Linked DNA regions of Mus musculus: region 2 is linked to region 1. A link is a contact called in public targeted proximity ligation data. All regions are on one chromosome and are shown on one strand. The core of a region is the stretch at or near the end of the contact, and the rest is flanking DNA. Distances in the headings are between cores, read along the strand shown. Region 1 overlaps Syt12 (synaptotagmin XII). Region 2 has its middle 24 kb from the start of 2010003K11Rik.

What was found.
Region 2: a contact with region 1 is called in a targeted proximity ligation map of the NIH/3T3 cell line, with 10 read pairs. A contact is called at or near these places in 1 of 39 promoter capture datasets (macrophages), 3 of 484 Hi-C or Micro-C datasets (the HPC-7 cell line, muscle stem cells and myocytes), 2 of 130 datasets of targeted methods (the NIH/3T3 cell line and embryonic stem cells) and 1 of 9 other capture datasets (pancreatic islet).

What each region holds. Positions count from the first base shown.
Region 1 is chr19:4,453,639-4,457,309 of GRCm38.p6, reverse strand. It overlaps Syt12 (synaptotagmin XII), which reads left to right. Exons shown (of 8, transcript NM_134164.5): 4 at 423-815; 5 at 3,330-3,545. Among named protein-coding and RNA genes, the nearest start is that of Rhod, 16 kb to the right of the region's middle.
Region 2 is chr19:4,520,343-4,523,884 of GRCm38.p6, reverse strand. It overlaps a transcript of Pcx not described here. Among named protein-coding and RNA genes, the nearest start is that of 2010003K11Rik, 24 kb to the right of the region's middle.

The DNA of each region.
Region 1 (3,671 bases), core at 785-3,284:
TTATAAGCGTGTTCCTCCATATCGAGCAGCTTTTCCTTTTTATAGGTGTCATTGCAGTTGACATTTTTATGTAAGGAGTTTTGTTACAATAATAAGCAGTATGAGACAATGCCTTTTTCCATTCTGGTTAAGGGGAGAAAACTAAGCTAGATGTAGTTGGTGCGTGACTGTAATCCCAGCATTCGTGGAGTTAAAGATGGGGGAGCACGAGTTCCTCCGCAGCCTGGGATACAGTAGCAAGTTCCTGTTTGCGGAAGAGAAAGAGAAACAATGTCCTTAAGTGCTGGTCCCTCTGATGGTTTTGTGAAAGGAGAGCCTGGGGTATCTTGAACAGAGTAACCAGCATCAATCTCCTTGCTGTCACCTAGCGATGGTGCCTCAGCCCCATATGATGCTTCCCTGTCCCTTTTGTTCACCCTCAGCGGGTCCCTCCTTGGAATGACCAGCGGACCACTACTCGGGGACCACCCAGCCGCAAAGGCAGCCTTAGTATAGAAGACACCTTTGAAAGCATCAGTGAGCTGGGACCCCTGGAGCTGATGGGCCGGGAACTGGACTTAGCCCCCTATGGTACTCTCCGAAAGTCACAGTCGGCTGACTCTCTGAATTCCATCTCCTCTGTGAGCAACACCTTTGGGCAGGATTTCACCCTGGGCCAGGTGGAGGTGAGCATGGACTATGATGGAGCCTCCCACACCCTCCACGTGGCAGTACTACAAGGCAAAGACCTCCTGGAGCGCGAGGAGGCCACCTTCGAGTCCTGCTTCATGCGTGTCAGTCTGCTGCCAGACGAACAGATCGTGGGCATCTCCCGGGTAAGTGGGGCGGGGACAGAGGTGCACTGGGCTCCCTGAAGCTCTCCTGGGAAGCTGATGTCTGGGCTAGTGGGCAGATTTGCAGTACCAGACAAGATGACAGGGGGCGCTGGAGAGCAGATCAGAATGTGGATTCAGAGTAGGATGGCTATGCCTAGAACCAGCTTTGTGTTCCCGCTGTGTATAGATTTCAATCTTCCTATCACTCAAGGACAGTGTCCACCTCCACATCTGTTAACATGGAGTCTTGGCAGGAAGAAAGATGGGCTGCTCATTTGGTTGATCTGGGAGAGAGCTCACTAACAGCCTTATCTGCTTTGGAGTGGATGGAGGAGGAGGGGTAGGTAGCCTCAGTGTCCGTATGGCTACATGAATTTGTTCACAAAAAGGGAGGCCCACCCCGGAGACCGAAAAAAGCATGAGAGGAAAGTGAGTTTCTGGACCCCAAATGAAAGGGCCACCTTTTTAGGAAGGGCTGTGTTCTGTTGTGGGAAGGTGTGGTCAGCCCCTCAGAGAAACTGAGACAGGCTTTGGAAGATAAGCACATGATCTCTCTTTTCTTCTGGTGACCCTGGTGGCTCACCCTGCTGGAAGCTGGTGACTAAGGGAGCATGCTGGCGTGGCCCTTGACTGTTAGGCTCTGTATTAGACCAGGACCCTCAAGATCAAGTTCTCAGCACAAAGATTTATTTGCCCGTTTATCTGGCAGAGAGCAGGGAATAAGAGGCAAATACAGGAGACAGAGACTGAGGGAGAAGGGGAGAAAACAAGGGGAGGGGAAGTATTTGTCCCAGAGGACGAAGGACTGCCTCTGAAACGGAGACGGGTGAAGCACGTAGGAACATAACGAAGAGCCGCTGTCAGGTCTGACATGCATTATGTTGCTCTTAGCCTGAGCCATGGGGAGGATTTTGGGTGACTCAGGATATGTCCTTTGAGGAGGGACATTGCTGGACAGAAGCTTGCTCTGAGTCAGACCACTGTGTGAACAACACGGTTCCATATTTGTTTGAAGGATGCAGTTGCTGCAGGGAGAACCTTCCCAGAGCCTGGCAGCACTAGGTGAGATCAAAGTGGCTAGAAGCTAAGTAGAGTCTGTTCCCAGGATGGCAGGCTTCATGACGTTGCAGCCTAACAGTCTAACTGTGGGGATGGGGTGTTGCCTCCAGGCCAAGCAACCCCCTCAGCTTCAGAGAATGTGCCAGGGATGAGAGCCGCTCTCTAAATACCACCGCGCAGTGACTCAGGCGGCCCCCCACGGAAGGGCAAGCAGAGCCTCCCATGTAGCTCCCTGAGGAGCCCACAGCTTCCTGGGAGGAGGCCAATGACATCTAAAAGCTGGGGGATGAAGCGTGCCCAGCCCTGCCTAGTCACTCCATTCATCTGTCTATCTGTCCACTCATCCATCCATCCTGTGACAATCAGGAAGGCTTCGCCAGGATCTACAGGGCACTGTGGCATTCATGGCTGTTTACAGAAGATTGTCTAGCTCCTACTGCCTGCCTGCCCCCAAGGCTCTGCTGAGTCAGCAGACAGGAGAGAAGGAGAGTGGGTCTGTCACAGCATCATGTGAGGATGGAGATGACTAGGAGTCCATTATGGAAGCTTCTAAGGCCAGGCAATGGGTTGACTACAAGCAAGAAGGGGATATTGGGGATGTTTAAACCTTCACAGTAACCTCAACCTTTGGGACATAGAGGCAGCAAGATAAGGAACTCAGGGCTGTCCTTGGCTACATAATGGATTTAGGGTCATTTAGGCCTATGTGGGATCCTGTCTCAAAGCAACCAAAACCCAATCAAACACCACCAACAACCAAAACCTCCCAGGACTGCCAGGCATGGTAGACTCATACTGCAGCTCTGGAGGCTGAGGCAGGAAGATGGTTAAATTCAAGACAAAAGTCTGTGCAAAATAGTACGTTCCAGACCAGCCAGAGCTGCATAGTAAGACCCTGGCTAAAAAAAAAAAAAAAAAAAAAAAAAAGGAGGAGGTCTCTGTGAGTTCGAAGCCAGTCTGGTCTACAAATGAGTTCCAGGGAAGGCAGGGCTACCCAGTGAGACCCTGTCTTGGAAAAGGAAAAGAGCAGGGAGGTGCAGTATGGAGGCTGATGCTTGTAACCCTAGCCTTCTGCAGTTAGTGCAGTGAAGCTAGTGCAGTATGGAGGCTCATGCTTGTAACCCTAGCCTTCTGCAGTTAGTGCAGTATGGAGACTCCTGCTTGTAACCCTAGCCTTCTGCAGTTAGTGCAGTGAAGCTAGTGCAGTATGGAGGCTCATGCTTGTAACCCTAGCCTTCTGCAGTTAGTGCAGTATGGAGACCCATGCTTGTAACCCTAGCCTTATGCACTTAGTGGCAGGAAGGTCAGGAGTTCATCCTGACCTATGTGAGATCCAGTCCGAAAAGAAAAACAAAATTAAACAAACAAACCTTCAATACTGAGCCACCAAAAAAAAGGACGTAGAACTGAGATGGTGGTACCAGGAAGCCCCTCCACGGCCCCTTCTCTCTGTAGATCCAGAGGAATGCCTATTCCATCTTCTTCGATGAGAAGTTCTCTGTCCCCCTGGATCCCACAGCCCTGGAGGAGAAGAGCCTTAGATTTTCTGTGTTTGGTATCGACGAGGATGAGCGGAATGTGAGCACCGGCGTGGTGGAGCTGAAGCTGTCCGTTCTGGATCTCCCGCTGCAGCCCTTCAGTGGCTGGCTATACTTGCAGGACCAGAATAAGGTATCGCCTACTTTTGCCTGCTGGTTCCCCCGGGGAGAAAGTACCCTCACCCACTGCCTGGGAGAGATGCCAGTATCCTGTCCCTCAACTGGACCCTGACAGCGTTAGAACAGAGACAGGGTCCCA
Region 2 (3,542 bases), core at 1,020-3,519, 66 kb before region 1:
AGATCAAACTTGCCCCAAGAAACTTGAAGCCCCTAATCAGCAGAGAGTAGTCTAGTGACATTGTAGTCCCCTTTCTGACCCTTGACTTTATTCAAGAGCTCCTTCCTTTCCCCTCTATCCTTTTGTCTCTCCTATCTAGTGTTAGGGGGTTGAAAGGGTGGAGACAGGTGGGAAAAAAGGAGAACCCAGGAAGCCCACAAAGTAACAAAAGACTGGCTACAGTACTCAACTTTTTTGGCTCATTGGTTTCACAGGTCTTGTTTTTGGTTTGCTTTTTATGAATAAGGGTAATTTACATGTATTTGTGTATGTGTGTGTGTGCCAGCGCACACACACCCGTGCATGCAACCATGTACATAGAGTGTCCTCAGAGCCATAAGAGGACTTTAGATCCTCAGGAACTGGAGTTACAGACATTCTTAGCAACCACATGCCTCTCAAGAGCTTGGATTAAAGTGTAAACTATCACACCTGGCTTGTTCTAACTTTTCTTGTGCTGATGTGAGATCACACAACATCTACATGATGAGATGAAGACAGACAGACAGCATAGCATGGTGGCATAATGTAAGGCTTCTACACAAGGACAGATGACTTGCTCAAACCCTACTACACTCCAGCACAGTTGATTGACAATCAAGATGGCCATGAAGCAGCTGACAGCTGGGCTTCCTAAATAGTATGGATTTATTGAGCAAAGGGGTAATTTGTATCCTAGGAAGTAAGGAGCAGGGCACCCAAGAGATTTTATCAGGCTACTTTTAACAGTGAGTAATTTGCAACATAAATTGTTTGTAGAATTTTACACTTTATGTTTTTTGGAAACAGGTTAGCCACAGATAACTGAAAACACTCAAAAACAAAATGTTGGATAGCAAAAAAAAAAAACAAAAAAACCAACAACAAAAAAAAACCATAAAACTCTTACAAAGAAACCAGGCTAAATGTCACTTGACAATGACTTTTTGTTGTTGTTGGGTTTTTTTTTTTTTTTTTTTAAAGATTTATTTATTTATTTATTATATGTAAGTACACTGTAGCTGTCCTCAGACACTCCAGAAGAGAGAATCAGATCTTATTACGGATGGTTGTGAGCCACCATGTGGTTGCTGGGATTTGAACTCTTGACCTTCGGAAGAGCAGTCGGGTGCTCTTACCCACTGAGCCATCTCACCAGCCCATGTTGTTGGGTTTTTTTTGTTGTTGTTTTGTTTTGTTTTTTCCGAGACAGGGTTTCTCTATGTAGCCCTGGCTGTCCTGGAACTCACTCTGTAGACTAGGCTGGCCTCGAACTCAGAAATCTGCCTGCCTCTGCCTCCCAAGTGCTGGGATTAAAGGTGTGCGCCACCACTGCCCGACAATGATTTTTTTAAGGTTTATTTTTTTATGTTATGAATGTTTTGAAGCCGGGCATGGTGACGCACGCCTTTAATCCCAGCACTTGGGAGGCAGAGGCAGGTGAATCTCTGAGTTCGAGGCCAGCCTGGTCTACAGAGCGAGTTCCAGGACAGCCAGGACTACACAGAGAAACCCTGTCTCGAAAAACCAAAAAAAAAAAGAATGTCTTGCCTGCGTGTGTGTATGTGTATGTATGCCTAGTGCCCAAGTCAGGAAGTTGGAAGCTCCTCAGGCATCAGGAATGTAAGTGGTACATAGACAAATATAGGCAGGCAAAATACCCATACATAAATATTTCTTTAAAAATATTCACAACAGTGATGGTGGGGGGAATCCTGCTGAGAAAGAATCTATAATGTTATCATGCCAATTTCTCTCCAACTTAAAGGACTTTCTCTTGAGAACTCAGTAGATCTTCATACTTATCCACATGAGGTCACATAAGCACCAGACATTGAGAGAGATACTACTGCAGAAATAATTCTCAGGAGGTTTACTCTCTACCCCCACAAATTTCCTGGGACCAACCGAAGAACCAAGACAAGAATCCCACATCTATTCACCATCTGAGATCCAGTCTCTAATGAGATTTGATGGCAATGGTCCCTCAGAAAGTCTGGTAACTCTCCACTGGGAGGTCAGGGAGAGGCCAGGTGATCTATCAGAGGAAGGACTGCAGGCAACACCAATTTCAGTTGTAGCACTTCTCGGTAACTAAGCCTGACTGAGCAAAAAGTAATTCTTACATTCCACACTCTCTTTCTTTTTGAAAAAAAAAAAGTGTGAAATAGTGAGTGGAATACCAGGCCTAGACTTGGAAGACAGAGACCCAAATTCTAACCCTGCTGAGTCACTGACATGAATTTTGCAACTGGTCATGGGTCAAACAAAATCTTAACAGCTACACAGGACCGAAGTTCTACTTACTTTTTATTCAAGTTCTACCTATGTTGTAGGAAAGAAAGCTGTAAGTATATAAATCAAATCCAGTTTATGGTTTCAGCATCTGGTAGAGAAGTGGAGATACAGGAGAGGAAATTAAGCAATGGTGTTTAAGCAGGGCCCAATGATAGTGAATCACAGATTTGCTTCATAGCTATGTTCAAAAGCTAAGACCTAATTTCATCTGGGCCAAGGGTCCCTAAATCATAGGGAAAATATCCAGTTTCAGGGGAAATACCAAAAGTTTCTTAAGAAAGTAACATGAGTCTCATAATTGTTTCCTTATTCAGGAGCTTCTGAATTCCAGAAAGATGTAGAATTAAGTGCATATGTGCAGAGTTAAAGCCATAGTATTACTAATTTTGGGTTAGAAATCTTGCTAGGCAGTGGTGACACATGCCTTTAGTCCCAGCACTCAGAAAAAAAAGGCAGGTGGATCTCTAAGTTCAAGGCCAGCCTCATCTACAGAGCAAGTTCCAGGACAGCTGGGGCTACACAGAGAAACCCTGTTTCGAAAAAAACAAAAAATAAAATAATAAAACAGAAAAGAAAGAAAGAAGTCTGCTGTGCCGAGCTTGGGATGTGCCCCAGGAGCAGAGCCCACGCCTAGCATGCACACGGCCCTGGAGCCCATCCCTAGCGGCTCCCACTTCTGTGCATTTGCTGGTACTTTATATGCTTTAAGGAATTTTGGATAGACATGGTGGAACATGCTTATAATTCTAGCACTTGGGAGGCAAAGGCAGGAGAATTACAAGTTCAAAGCCAGCCTGGGATACATAGCCTGGGCTATATAGTGAGACACTGTCTTAAACAGAAAAAGACTACCCCATAGCAGGAAAACATTAAAAAAAAAAAAAAATCCACATCATGATAGTCACTAGGGAAATCTAAGTTGAAACCACAATGAAATGCCATAGTATACATTTTAAATGTGAAATTCTTTAATTGAAAAGGTTGATGATTTCTAATGCTGGAGAAGGTGGAATGTGACTAGAATTCTCTATTACTGATAGAAATATAAAACAGAATAACCACTTTGGAAGGGTTTAACATGTAATCTAATCACTCCACTCCTGGGCAAAGGAAAAATATCCATTAAAACAAACAAACAAACCTGCCTTGAACACAGGCAGGGCACTCACGCACGCAGGCGCACACACACAAACTAGTAGAACTTCAATCTTTAGATCTGGAGGCAT